Linked DNA regions of Mus musculus: all the other regions are linked to region 1. The links are chromatin contacts, called in public Hi-C and Micro-C maps. All regions are on one chromosome and are shown on one strand. The core of a region is the stretch at or near the end of the contact, and the rest is flanking DNA. Distances in the headings are between cores, read along the strand shown. Region 1 holds the start of Dctd (dCMP deaminase). Region 2 holds the start of Wwc2 (WW, C2 and coiled-coil domain containing 2). Region 3 has its middle 33 kb from the start of Gm32052.

Region 1 (4,430 bases), core at 774-3,273:
TGCAGGCCCCCACCTGGAAACAGAGAAACATTGTAACTATGAATAGCTGGGAAGTCACTGGGGACACAGGAGATGATGAATCTTGGAAGCATCCGGAGTTCTGAGTTGCCAAACTATCCATTTTCCTCACCTGTTCTTTGTGTAAATCTCAGCAATATCTGAACATCCTCCCACAAAACCACAAGTTTACCTGGGAACTTGGGTCCTTGCTTCTTTGTGCTGACAAGAAGGCCACTGCCATGAAATACTCGGGCCATTCCAGATAGTCATCCCGTTTTTTGCAGGAAATGTCACTCATGTTGGGTGTAGAAGTCATACGTCACTAAGCATTGAAAAGAACAGTTGTCAATCTGCTCTCCAGGAAATGCATCAGTCAGCCCTAAACTCTGGGCAACTTCAGCTGGACTTATTAGGCAGAAACCATGAAACATGAGCCCTAGACTTCAAAGAGAGCATCCTGGTCTAAAGAGAAAATTATAAAATATAATATTTGAAAAGTCTGGATTTGGCACTAATAAGTTTCCAGATAATTCATATACTGCCTGCTTTCCTACAGAATTTAAGTTCCTGGGCTAGAGAGATGGCTCAGTGGTTAAGAGTACTAACTGCTCTTCCAGAGGTCCTGAGTTCAATTCCCAGCAACCACTTGGTGGCTCACAACCATGTGTAATAGGATTCAATGGCCTCTTCTGCTGTGTCTGAAAACAGAGCTACAATGTACTTATATACATAAAATAAATCTTTTTTTAAAAAAGCATTTAAGTTCCTTTACACTGCCTCCAAAGTGTCCCATCCCTTACTTGCTCCCTTCTAAACATGGAAGGGAGGAATAAAAATGTGTAATATCTAATGGATTCCAGACACTTTAAATATCTCATTCTCTCTATATCTATATATGTATATATATAGATATATCTATATAAACACACATATATTCAAGTCTCATTTCTAGCTAAAGTAGGCATTAGCATCACATCTTACAAATTCAGAAAACTCAGGAAATTTGCCTCCAAACCCAGTATACTGTAATATAAACAAACAAATAACATTTGCAAACAGGCCAGTTTGGTAACTAATCAGGTGATTTTTTTTTTCCTTTTCCTTCCTCCTTCATTCCTCTGGATGAATCAACTCTGAGGAACGAATCAAGTAGGAGGAAAAGAGAACATGCTCATACTAAAACCAGGTTCTGTAACAATGAGCTTCAAGGCCAGGCCTTGGATGATGGTCTCTGCAACAGGGCTGAGGCTGCCATACAGGGCAACATCTCTTGTGAACAGGTAGAGGACTCCTCACCCCAGCGACCCTGCTCAACAGGGAGTCATGCCGGTTTGGCTGGCTTCCCACCTTGCTTTAAGCTTTAGAGAGGAATGGGAAGGCAGGGAGAAAGGACACATTTCTCCACCGCCAAGGGGTGGCTGCCCCGTGCTTGCTTTGTAAAGCTCCCCGGGGCTCTGTACCCACCACGAGCAACCTCAGAACCAGGAAACTGAGGCAGGGATGTCACCAGTCCAGGGAGAAACTGCTCCACCTCCGACAACTGCCCCCCCAACTCTGTGCTCCCGGTTCTTAAGTCTCCCTCCTCCCCTCCACGTGGGCGCCAGAAGAGACTCGGCGCTCACGTGGGCTGCACCCTCCCTCCCTCCCTCCCTCCGCCGCGGCGAGCCGGGTGCAGCCCACGTGCAGGCTGAGCACCCACGAGCAGGGTCCTCGGCCGAGGGGATGCGCCCACCGTCCGCTCCTTCGAGGTGCAGACCACGCTTGCACCGTCCACCCCACACAGCCGCCGTGCGCGCGGGTAGGAAGTCGGGAGGGAGGCGGGTCCGGCGCGCGGCGGAAGGGGCGGCGGGGCGGAACGTGGCGTGCAGCTCCACGCGGTCACAAGCTGCGGGCATCCGTGACCACGGATCCTTGTAAAGAGAGAGGATCTGCAGACTGCCCGGCGCGCGGGGAGCCAGAGCTTATCCCGCAGGGGGACCTCAGTGTCGCGGTGACCTTTACGGTTCCCAGTGAGGTTTGTCCTGGGCTCTCCCCTCCCGCCCCCCATTGGTGCAGGCATGGGCTCAGGGAGGGACAGCGCTTAGCCACACCCACCCACGGGCCTAAGAGTTTGAGCATTTTAGTTGACCCTCCCAGTCCTCTCAATCCATCACCAACTTCTTTAAGGAGTTAAGGAGTGAAGTTAAATACATAAAGGTGATTTAAAAGACCCAAAGATTCCAGGTGCTACGGACCTGAAAGGAACAGGGAATGAAGGGACCTGGTACTGGCCTCTATAATAAGCCTGCAGACTGTGTCCTAGCTATCTCTAGAATCACCTAGCCTGCAACTGCTTCTTGGCTTCATACTAGAAGGGTGTGGGTGGAGCCTTTGTGCCCCGAGGCCCCCTCCTTCGAAACTTTATCTGCATTGGTTTTTTGTTTGACCTGGTTTAGAGTTAACTCTCCAAACCTGTGAAAGACCCTGAGATGCATGCCAGTGCCTTCCCCAGCCACTCAAGGTGGACAGTTGCTCACTTGACAGTCCCCTGGTAAAGTTTGTAGCGGTCATATGCCCCAAGGAACTACATCTGATTTTCTTCAACATCGTTTCCTAGACTCAGATGTTTGACCCCTAAATCGGGAGGAAATTCCATCGCAAAATGACAAGTTTTGTCTTATCCCGTTTGTTTTATCCACACTTGTGGCTACGCCCCCGTACTCCGTCCCATTGCCCCATAAATAAAAGCTCCTGTAATGATCATGACTTCAAATCTGCACATCCCCGGTCTCAGCGGCTAATCCAAACAAAAGCTTGTTAACTGTATTAATTTAGGCCCGCCGAGGAAGAAGGATGAAAATAAACAGTTGGTTCTAGCTAATTTCTCACTAGCAAAGACACACCATTCTTCATGTCCGTGGTCCAGCCTGTGGATTCCGTAATTAAATTATGTGCTGCTCTTAGTGGATGCCAGGAACGCAAAGGATGAAAATATTTCATTGTTAACTATAGATTTTTTTTTCTTTGCCTTGATAAGACCCAGGCTTCAAAGAGCCACATAGATCAAAGTGATGATTTTCAATGTCAAGTTAGTCACTTTAGTTGACTATCTTGTCGCCACTAAAATTCATTATGTCCTGAGCAAGTAGTTTCTCTCCCCCACCCTCTGCTTGGTCTTTGTCACCCTCATCTATAGTCCTTGGGTCTTGTTGGATTCATTTCTCTGCTCACTAACCTACAGCTAATATATCACCGGTTGCTGCTGGTCCTTCAGCCACAACATCATTAAGCTTTCTTCCTTTGCTGTGGAAAGAGTGTCGAACATAATTTAGTTACTTCTCATCGTTCTCCATTCTGGTCAGCTCACACACTCCCCTCTGCAGTAAATCCAGGACCCTGCCTGCTGCACACAGTTGCCCTCCCTGTCCCTGAATTTCACTGAAAGCTCCTCTAGGTAAGGATGGCATTGTTCACAAGACAGGAAACTCTCCTGATTCATGGTTTCACAGCCAGAGGTTTCAGATTCTGCACCAACAGTAAAATGAGACAGCCAAGTGAGAAAAAGATGCAGGCCTTCCCATGTCCTGCTCATTCCCACCTTGTAAGCCCAAGTGTGAGAGTACGTGTTAAATCTCCCGCTAATACCTTTCCTTTTGGCTCACAATGGAGGCTCCTGCTTCACCTACAACACAGACGGGGCTTGCTGAACTTACAGACATATCTAGATTTTACCACCCTAGGCAAGGTGAGGGAGGGGCCGTCTCAAGGAGTAGACAGCATTAACGTGTTTGCAAAGGTTCTACTCAGGCTTGGGCTCACTCCCCTGCTTACAGAACTTAGGCTTATCTATGTGTATTACATTATTAGAATGTATTTCAGTAGCTCAGAGAGGGGGGCAGATTAAAGAGGCCAGTCGATGTAAAATTCCTATATAATATATATAATGTATATATGTATATACACATATATGTATATAAATATATAATATATAAATATATAATATAAATATATCATATACAGTGTATATGTACATTGTGTGTGTACATATATAATACACAATATAAATATATATTATACCCATACATACACACACACACATATAAAAGAGAACTTACTAAAATGACTCAGTCTGCAGTTCAGCTAATTCAACAATGGCTAACTGTGAACAGAAAGTCTAAGAGTCTAGAGGAGTTGCTCAATTCCACACGGCTGGGTGTCTCCACTGGTCTTCTCCCAAAGAAGTAGGCTCCGACGCCAGTTGAAGGATTGGACTTGCTAGCAAGGTGAGGACAATCAGGTAAGGAGGAATACCTTCCTTCCATGTCCTTGTATAGGCTTCTATAGCAGAAGGTGTGGCTCCGATTAAAAGTGTGTCTTCATACCTCAAGAAGGTGTGTTTAGCCAGGCACACCTTTAATCCCAGCACTTGGGAGGCAGAGGCAGGCAGATTT
Region 2 (4,430 bases), core at 552-3,051, 120 kb after region 1:
GTGTAACTTTAGACAGGATCCCTCCACCCACTGAGAGCTAGGACCCTGGCTGATTATCTTACTGCTAATAGGCTGAGGCAGAATACAGGTTAGGAAGCAGAAACTTCCCTCAACAAAGCACAAAAACCAGCTTCCACGGGCCTTGGCATTATGGGAAAGACCTAGAAAATGAGAGGTTTCTCTTGAGAACCTCTGCCTCTCTCTGGTTGTCCGTCCCAGGTACACCTGGTTTTCCAGTTCCTGGGGATTTCAAGTGTCTGCAGCTGCATAAACTGTTTCATTGAGAATAAACCCCTTTCCTTTTTTTAAAACCCCCTTCAAGGCACGTGGAGTCCCCTTCTGGAAGCTTGATTCAGAGCTTGGTTCTTACTGTCTAGTTCTATTCACAACTTCAGCAAATGCCCAGGCACAGAAAATGTCCTGCCCAATGCTAGGTCCTGAAGTTATTACATTGGCAGGTCTGGTTAAGGGAATTCAGACCAAGAGGTGAAGGATTGAGCTCTGGGGCCTTTCTTCCTAAAATCTGCCATTTCAAAAGCATCTGCTTAGAGGCCTGGGAGAATATTGACAAGGTTGGCAATGCACAGCAGGCTGTAAAGGTTGAGGACGAAAGGCTATTTCTCAGACTGAGGACAAGGGACACTGCAAGCTTAGTGTCTTGACTCTGCCAAGGCTTTGTCGTCTTAGGAGTCTGACATCCGGCTCCTACCCAGGGCCGATCAGCACTTAATAGCTAAATAAATAAATGTTTGTGAGAGATCTACACCTCATACCAGATGGACCCTTGATCAAGCAAAGTGTGGCCACTGACTCCCGCCTTGGCCCCCTTCCGAGTGATTATTAACCCCTTCTGCCACCCCACCCCCCACCCCCGGTCCGGGACTGGGGTGGAGAACTTCCCGGGACAGAGAGTTGGAAGGAAGGGACTGGATAGTGGACGCAGCCATGTCCCTTGGATTTAAACCCAGAAGGGGACGCCAGATGCACAGGGCCCTGACCCCGCCAGTGCAGCCCCCTGACCCGGCGGGGCAGCACCGGTGATTCGGACCCCTAGGGCCCGCGCGGGGCTGACTGGCGGCGACAGTGGCGGGGTGGCCCTGTCGCTTCTAAGGATCAGGCCGGAGTTGCCCCGTGGGCCACTGGGGCGGACATGTCGCAGCTCTCATGGATAGGGACCCGCCTTTACTTTGCTCCCTTAGGCCCGCGAGGCCCTGGTGAGGTCACCGAGGGCCAGACTGAGCAGAAGGCTCGGGGGCGCCGCGGCCCCGGACACGCCCCGGACACACTCCCAGCGCTTTTTGCACACTTCCCCACCGCCGGGAACAGCCAAGGCACGGGGCGCGGCGTGGGGGGGGGGGGGTGGGGGGGGTGGGGGCGTTCTGTGCCCTTACTGTTTGTTGGGACTTCTTCCCAGGACAGCATTCCCCACCCTTTCCTCTCGAAAGTCTTGTGGTTTCCCTAGAAGACGGAAAGAGGTTGAGAAGGTTGCAGACTTTTTTTTCTTTGGCTTCTTTTTCCATCCAGAAAGCCCTCTAAATCCCCAAAGGGTCTGGCGGAGAGGGGACATCTCGGGCTGCAGAGGAGGGAGCGAGCTGTGCATTCCTCCGCCCTACCGCCTCCCACCTGGCCTCGTCGCTCCCCTCCCCCGCCCGGGCTCAGCCCCGCGTCCCGCCGCGGCCGCCCCGGCAGCTGCAGGGTTAAGCTCAGGAATGTGGCGGCGAGGAATGTGCATGCAGATGAGGCGGGCGCGGGGCGGGCCGGGGGCGGAGCGCATGCTAATCGCATGCAAATGAGCAGGCCAGTCGCCGCCGGGCCGTTGCTCCGCGGAGCTTCCCGGATCCGAGCCCAGACGGCGTCGGCCGGGGCAGCCTGGGCGCCGCGACCCTCGGCGGCCACAGGGGGACGGGGAGGAGGAGGAAGAGGCGGAGGCAGCGGCGGCAAGGAGGAGGAGGAGGGCTCGCTCGTCTGTTCCGACGCAGACATGGTGGACTGATCTCCGGCAGGGCTGAGAGCAGGGATCCCCGAGGCTTCCCCGCGCGTAGCTCGCCGTGCCCCTCGCCCCGCACGCCCCTCGCCGGCACCCGCGTTCCCGCCGCGCCCCGCGCCCGGTCCCTATGGAGGCGCCGCTCGCCGGCGAGGCCGCCGACCATGCCTAGGAGGGCCGGGAGCGGGCAGCTGCCGCTACCCCGGGGCTGGGAGGAGGCCAGGGACTACGACGGCAAGGTTTTCTACATCGACCACAACACCAGGAGGACCAGCTGGATCGACCCCCGGGACAGGTGGGTGGCCGGGCCCCGGCCGGGTGCGGGGACCCGCCTCGGGAAGTGCTGCGGTGGCTGTTGTCTGGGAGACCTGGAGGGCGCCGGGGGCGTGGGGCGTCGCCGGCCCTGCACCCCCCGAGGGGCTCCGGGGTAGGCGCGGGACGGTCGGCCTAGGCGCGGCTGTATCTGCCCGCCAGGCGCCCCTTCTTGGGCCCCATTGCCCACTGCCTTCCCCACACCCCTCGGGGACTTGTAGACACTCCCTGTCCCAAGGGAAGGGCCGGATTGGTGCCCTGGGTTGGCACCCTGAGTCCAGTTAGCCGGCTCAGGGTGTGTGTGTGTGGGTACTTGACCCCTCTCTAGACCTCCTGTGTGCTGTTTAAAGTTGGTCAGATGGAGGGAGAGGGCACCTTTCGACCTCTGAGGCACGCTGAGCTCGGGGCCTCCCGGAGGCCTAAGTGATGGTGAATTACTAGTCATCTGGGCCACCTGTGGCATCTCTCCTGCCTTACATACCTAGCTCCTGGGCACTGACTGCAAGCTTTTCCTAGGGCGCACCCCGAACCATGTCCTAGGGTCTGAACGTGGAGAGAGGGTCCCACTCCTGGCTCGACCTTCGTAGCTTTGCCCCTAAGATTAAAAAAACAAACCACTGTTTTGGAGTTTTGCTTCTAACCGTGGTTCCTCACCTGGAAACCTGGTCAGATTTTCCTTGTGAAGTGGCACGGAGACTGGAAGGGAACCTTGACCACAGCTGTGGGTAGCCCAGACTTGAAGCTTAGCCTAGTTTTTGCACAGCGATATAAGCATTTTGTTCTTACCTGGAGAGCTGAATGAAGCAAACAAGAGATCTAAGAAGTTCAGGAGCTGAACATTGGTGGACTGCTCACCAATGTTCTTTCTGTTTCTCACTCAACTCTCTCTTTGCTTTTAGAAGGAACACTTAGAATTAAAGTTGTTAGAGGGTGTGGACGGTCTCACACATCTGTCCAAACTCAGCACTTGTGAGGTGGAAGGAGAATCAGGAGTTCAAGGCTAGTTTGGGTTATTCGAAATCCTGTCTCAAAAAGAAAAAAAAAAAAAAAAAAAGGAATGTAGGGTGCATTTTTTTTTTTTTTTGTAAAATTTGAAATCTGTCCATTAAGGAGGTATTTTTGTTTTTTTATATTTTTCTAGACTGCCTCATACTGTATTGTAGCTCAGGCTAGCTGGCTTGGAACTCATTATGTAACACTGGCTGCTCCCAAACTCACAGCAATCCCCCTGCCTCAGCCTCTCCTCCGTGCAGGAATTACAGGTGCCAGCCACCACACCGGATGAGGAGTAGGGATTAGGGCCTCTGTGTAAATTCAAGTAGCATCTCTTCAGGGATGCCCCTGCCATTTGCAGTTTTAGCATTTCTAGAAAGTTCTATAGGCTTTTTATGCAATGTGATCTGAGGGGCTGTAGTCTTTTCTGGAGCTTTTCCTGCTAAGTCCCCCCCCCCCAGCTTGAAACACACTCTTCTATTTGATATTCCCAATCACTCATTTCCTACAACTATTGTAGTTGAAAGCTATTAAAAAGCAGTTATAAGAAAGTCCTGAACGACATAAATTTATGGAGCAATCCTTGTTAAATTATCCATGAAGATAGGGTTTAGGTTTCCCTCGAGATGAGGAAAGGCACCTGTGCCCGGGCCCCACCTCCGCACACCGCCCGGGCGGGCCATTGCTGGCTGGATGAAGGTTCTGACAGGAGTCACACCTCCATAGTCTCCCCAGGCAGATTGGCTGTCATAAACTTCATCATGCTCCAAGCCTGTTACTTATACGGTTGCACTTTGAAACTACTTAACGGATAGTAAACGTCGGTGTGGACGGTGTGCAAGGAACAGTGGTTTGTAGGGCACCTGTATAAATATTTGACTTTTACAGTTGTGCTGCAGTTCTGCGGATACTTGGAGTCTCAGGTTCACGGCGGTGTAAAAGCTTACGCTTTCTAAGCATTTTACAGCCTCTCCTGCCTCTGCTCATGGGCTTCGATATGTCATCCCGTTTGTCTACCAGAGAGGGTTATAAGACTATGCAAAGGCTGGGTGAGGCAAACAGAAGTTACAGGACTTGGCTTATCTGTATCACTGCCTTTTTATACAAGCCAGATGTGCCGTTTGTTTCAAACTGGAATGGA
Region 3 (4,430 bases), core at 1,380-3,879, 68 kb after region 1:
GATGACATTAAATATCAAAAGCTAAGTCGAGCTTCTGGCATAAGGACTCGTTTCTCCACAAGCGTAGATGGTAAACGACAGATGTTCTTAAGTAAGGCTGTCACCAGCCTTCAGACTTGTGTGTTTTCACTGGGAACAGTGAGCGGTGACTCAGAGCCCCTCATGGAGAGCATGCCACCCTGGGAGAAAGGGTACAAGACTGTGATTCCTTGTGCATACTAAGGCCATGGTGTATATCGATGTGTGGTTTTGTTCTTGCCCTAGACAGAGATAAACAGTCTTCAGAGTATGCAATGTATGAACACAATAGTTGACACTAGCGGATGACAAACCCTGAACTCTCCGTGGTTTGATACCATACCGTTCATGTCCAGTTCACGCACATCCATATGGACCCAGTGACTATGCAACTTTTATGTCATTAAAGAAGGTTGCCATAACCACTGATGTAACCTGCCGCCCTCCTCCACAACTTCAGTTTAGAATTGATACTCACCTTCTGCCCTCCGCTAGAACCAGCCACTGCCCAAGGTGGGTGGGGGGCGGGCTGCTGAGTGTGCAAGGGAGTCTGGGCTTCCAGCAGTGTCCAGAGGTGAGTTCTTCCTCACAGCCCGGGGAGGGGCTAACTACAACCTTTTAGTAAGGGCTTTCAGCCTTCCTAACGCTGTTACCCTTCAATACACTTCCTCATGTTGTGGTAACCTCCCCATCATAAAGTTACTTTTGTTGCTGCTTCATAACTGTAATTTTTTTGTTATGAATCATAATGTAAGCATCTGATAGGCAGGATACCGGACATGTGACCCACGAGGAGGTCGAGACCCACAGGTTGAGAACCTCTCTGGTCTAGAGCCTATTTTTCTCTTAAGTGTATAGATATAAAAGGATTTGCGTCCTATCTGCTGTTGAGGAGAAAACTCTGCACTGATGGCTACAGCAGTAGGAGCTATGGGTTTAGCAAAGCCTCGGCCTTGGCAGATGGCTCTAAGCTAGCTTCCATTTAAGGGATAAATTTTAAGCTTAAGAGGCCAATCCATATTGCTTGATGACTACTTCTTCTTCTTTTTTTTCTTTTTTCTTTCAGAGTACTTCTGGAATCAAATAGGATTTCGTCTCCCAGAACTGTTGTTGCTTCTGTTAAAGGCTAATATCCAAACCCAAGTTTATCTGGAACGTCCAGACACCTGGGACCACAGATAGTGACAAATGAGACTGTCCCCATAAGCACAGATGGTTGGTAAGCTTGTGGTACCGCGGACTCATTTTCAGGGACGCGATCAGGTACGATGGAGCCAAGTTATTTTCTTTTATGAACTTTTAATGTTTTTGGCATACTTGGAAAGCGCAATAAAAATGAAAAAGCATTCATCAATATTAGCAGATCTCAGTAATCCTACTGTTGTGTAGGAATATCATCAATTATGTACAGCTCCCACCAGGCTGTACAGAGACTTGTCTTACGTTCTCTCCAGCTCGTCATTAGTCCCCCAGCATGCCCAACCCCCACCCTTGCCGGCTCACAGAAGTCTGCTGGCAAGCCGAGGTGCTAGACCTTGAAGGACTAGGTGGTCTTCCAGTTCCCAGTGAGCAGAGCACAGCTTTTTAAGAAGTAACTTGGTCTAAAATAATCCACTTGTTCTTCGGCACAGGAAGTACACATTTGTTCGGACTGTGACTAACGCACTCAGCCTTTTCCCCTTTGGTATGACATAATTGCTTGACATTTTGGCCGCAGTACATTTGGTGAGCTTCTCCTCACCAGCTGAGCTCAGGCTTGAACTGTACCTGGTTAACTCACACCCGAAGTGAATTAACAGCAAACGGACAGCCAGCAAATGGAACCTGCTTGCAGGGATGTCTCTCTCCTGAAAGTGACCGTCGGAGCCTCGGGCTGAGCAACACGCTGGGTGGTGTGTGTGTGTGTGTGTGTGTGTGTGTGTGTGTGTGTGTGTGTGAAGGGGTGAACACAAGGAAGTTCAGACTGGAGCAGGGAGGACCGTCGGAGCCTCGGGCTGAGCAACACGCTGGGTGGTGTGTGTGTGTGTGTGTGTGTGTGTGTGTGTGTGTGTGTGTGTGAAGGGGTGAACACAAGGAAGTTCAGACTGGAGCAGGGAGGACCGTCGGAGCCTCGGGCTGAGCAACACGCTGGGTGGTGTGTGTGTGTGTGTGTGTGTGTGTGTGTGTGTGTGTGTGAAGGGGTGAACACAAGGAAGTTCAGACTGGAGCAGGGAGGATGGAGGGAAAGAATAGTGCAGGGTCCTCTTGTCAGGTGTTCAGAGGACAAGTGACCCTAGCATGCACATAACTGGTGGCTTCCCAAGCAGGCAAGGAACACCTCCCGGGAGTGTAGAGGGCGTTCTCTCAAGCATTCTGCCTGCAGATTTTGACTCCTCCCTTCTGAGCATCTCGGGTTCCTGGTGATAGAAGTGTGTGTGTGTGTGTGTGTGTGTGTGTGTGTGAGAGAGAGAGAGAGAGAGAGAGAGAGAGAGGACTAATCCCAGTGAGGTTCCAGTATTGATAGAGTAGCAGAAGCCAGAGGCCTCTGCTCCCAGATCAATGACTCATTTGCAGTGAACATCTGCAAGCCAAGAAGTGAGGCGGACTGTGGGTGTGCTGTGGGGCACACTGTGACACACTACAGCTTCCACAAGAAGGCTTTTTTTTCTCTATTGTAGAGGAGGTTGCATGGGTGGAGGGTGGGCATGAGGGGAGGGAGGGAAATGAGATTGGGGTACATGATGTGAAATTCACAAAGAAACAATAAAAAGCTAAAGAACAAAACAAAACAAAACAAAAACAAAAACAAACAAGAAACCCCTAGAGATCCCAGACAGGAACTGGGCAGAGATAACGCACCCTCAAGGACCTACCCCATCAGTGACCTACCTCCTTCAGGTAAACCAAACCTTCCAAAGTTCCCCAGCCTTCCCCAGCAGCACCAACTGCCGAGAACAAGCCACAGACGCACAAGTTTGTGGGACACTTCAGATTCTTTTACTTAAACATCGTTTCATTGTCTGGGCTGTATCCCCGGTGGCTGGACCAGCATGAGTACAGCGCAGAGGACAGGAGCCCAGGCCAGCCTGACTTGAGCTGTGACTGAGATCAGTGGGACTGGAAAGGACTCAGTGCTGATCTCCCAGGCTCATATCCAAACTTCAGTAGTTGCTAAAGTCTGGTAAGTACCCAGCCTTATCTTACAAGATGACAGCATATTATGACAGCTTCCAGACACTGGTAGAAGCTTTATAGGAATGCATATACATATATATACACATATACATACATATATACATATACATTCATTTAAATTTCCCAGGGCATGTAGAGCACTGGTTTATACATTTGGAGTGATAACTGTGGATAATTTAAGGACCTTGGTTTCTGCAAATGGAAATCTTACAATTTGCCTCCATTAGTCAATGTTTTTTGTTGTTTTGTTAAAAGTAATCAAACCAAATGGATCCTGTGTACGAGAAGTTGTGAGAGATACGGAGCCAGCTAGCCACACAGCAGATGGACCCACACTAGTCAGACCAGGGTAAACTTACAAAATGACGCCATTGATGGAGTCTGCCGTGAGGACAGAGAGCTGCTCCGAGTGGCTTGGCCCCACTGGCGTCTCTGCCGCATTCTCTGGTCTATTTTTCCCCTGTGGTTCCTCAGACAAAACAGACTGTGGTATGCTAAACTCGGACCTCAGAAACTCAGCAGTTTCAAACGTTTCCATGAGGTGGTGACATTAACAAATTGTGAGACCTTGAATATTTAAAAAATTCTAGCTTCCCATTTTCTCATTTAAAAACTCAGGCACAGTAGTGCGCACATCGCAGTGCTTGGGAAGCCGAGGTAAGAAGAGTTGCCAGTCAGCATGAGCTGTGTGTAACATCCAACATGAATTCCTGTACACTACAGTGAACACACATGAATAACTGACTCTTCAGTAGTTTGGGTAAGAACAGGTAGTAATAGTCAATTATATAATTACGGCCCTCAGCAAATGCTTTGCATAATTTCTTAAAATTCTATGTGGCATCCTAACCACAGTACCCCCTTCTCCTCCCAATCCTCCTCCCAACCCCCCACAATGCTTTGCATATTTAATTCCCACTCAACCACTGCCTTAGTTAGGGTTTTACTGCTGTGAACAGACACCATGACCAAGGCAACTCTTTTTTTTTTTTAAAGATTTATTTATTTATTTAATTTATTTATTATATGTATGTATGTACACTGTAGCTGTCTTCAGATACTCCAGAAGAGGGCATCAGATTTTTGTTACGGATGGTTGTGAGCCACCATGTGGTTGCTGCGATTTGAACTCAGGACCTTTGGAAGAGCAGTAGGTGCTCTTAACCGATGAACCATCTCACCAGCCCCAAGGCAACTTTTTTTTTTTTTTTTTTTTTTTTTGGTTTTTCAAGACAGGG

Evidence for each region. A called contact is a pair of places that touch in the nucleus more often than the background predicts.
Region 2: a contact with region 1 is called in a Micro-C map of embryonic stem cells, with 2.2 times the contacts expected there. The contact joins the promoter of Wwc2 here to the promoter of Dctd in region 1. A contact is called at or near these places in 2 of 39 promoter capture datasets (cranial neural crest and second pharyngeal arch cranial neural crest), 4 of 484 Hi-C or Micro-C datasets (the G1E-ER4 cell line, embryonic stem cells, muscle stem cells and 1 more) and 3 of 115 datasets of contacts at active chromatin or transcription factors (extraembryonic endoderm stem cells, forebrain and trophoblast stem cells).
Region 3: a contact with region 1 is called in a Hi-C map of muscle stem cells, with 2.0 times the contacts expected there. The contact joins the enhancer-like site here to the promoter of Dctd in region 1. A contact is called at or near these places in 5 of 39 promoter capture datasets (the 3T3-L1 cell line, 3T3-L1-derived adipocytes, embryonic stem cells and 2 more), 4 of 484 Hi-C or Micro-C datasets (morula, muscle stem cells, nephron progenitors and 1 more) and 3 of 9 other capture datasets (adipose tissue, liver and pancreatic islet).

What each region holds. Positions count from the first base shown.
Region 1 is chr8:48,107,551-48,111,980 of GRCm38.p6, reverse strand. Dctd (dCMP deaminase) reads right to left here and starts at 2,023. Exons shown (of 6, transcript NM_178788.4): 1 at 1,733-2,023; 2 at 191-322; 3 at 1-13. The coding sequence starts at 316.
Region 2 is chr8:47,987,915-47,992,344 of GRCm38.p6, reverse strand. It overlaps Wwc2 (WW, C2 and coiled-coil domain containing 2), which reads left to right and starts at 1,801. Exons shown (of 23, transcript NM_133791.5): 1 at 1,801-2,279. The coding sequence starts at 2,149.
Region 3 is chr8:48,040,285-48,044,714 of GRCm38.p6, reverse strand. No RefSeq gene overlaps it. Among named protein-coding and RNA genes, the nearest start is that of Gm32052, 33 kb to the right of the region's middle. Within about 2 kb of position 2,629, at least 10 of the 459 cell types and tissues checked have an H3K27ac peak or open chromatin away from gene starts, as enhancers often do. A contact at or near this core is called in muscle stem cells, where this site is marked.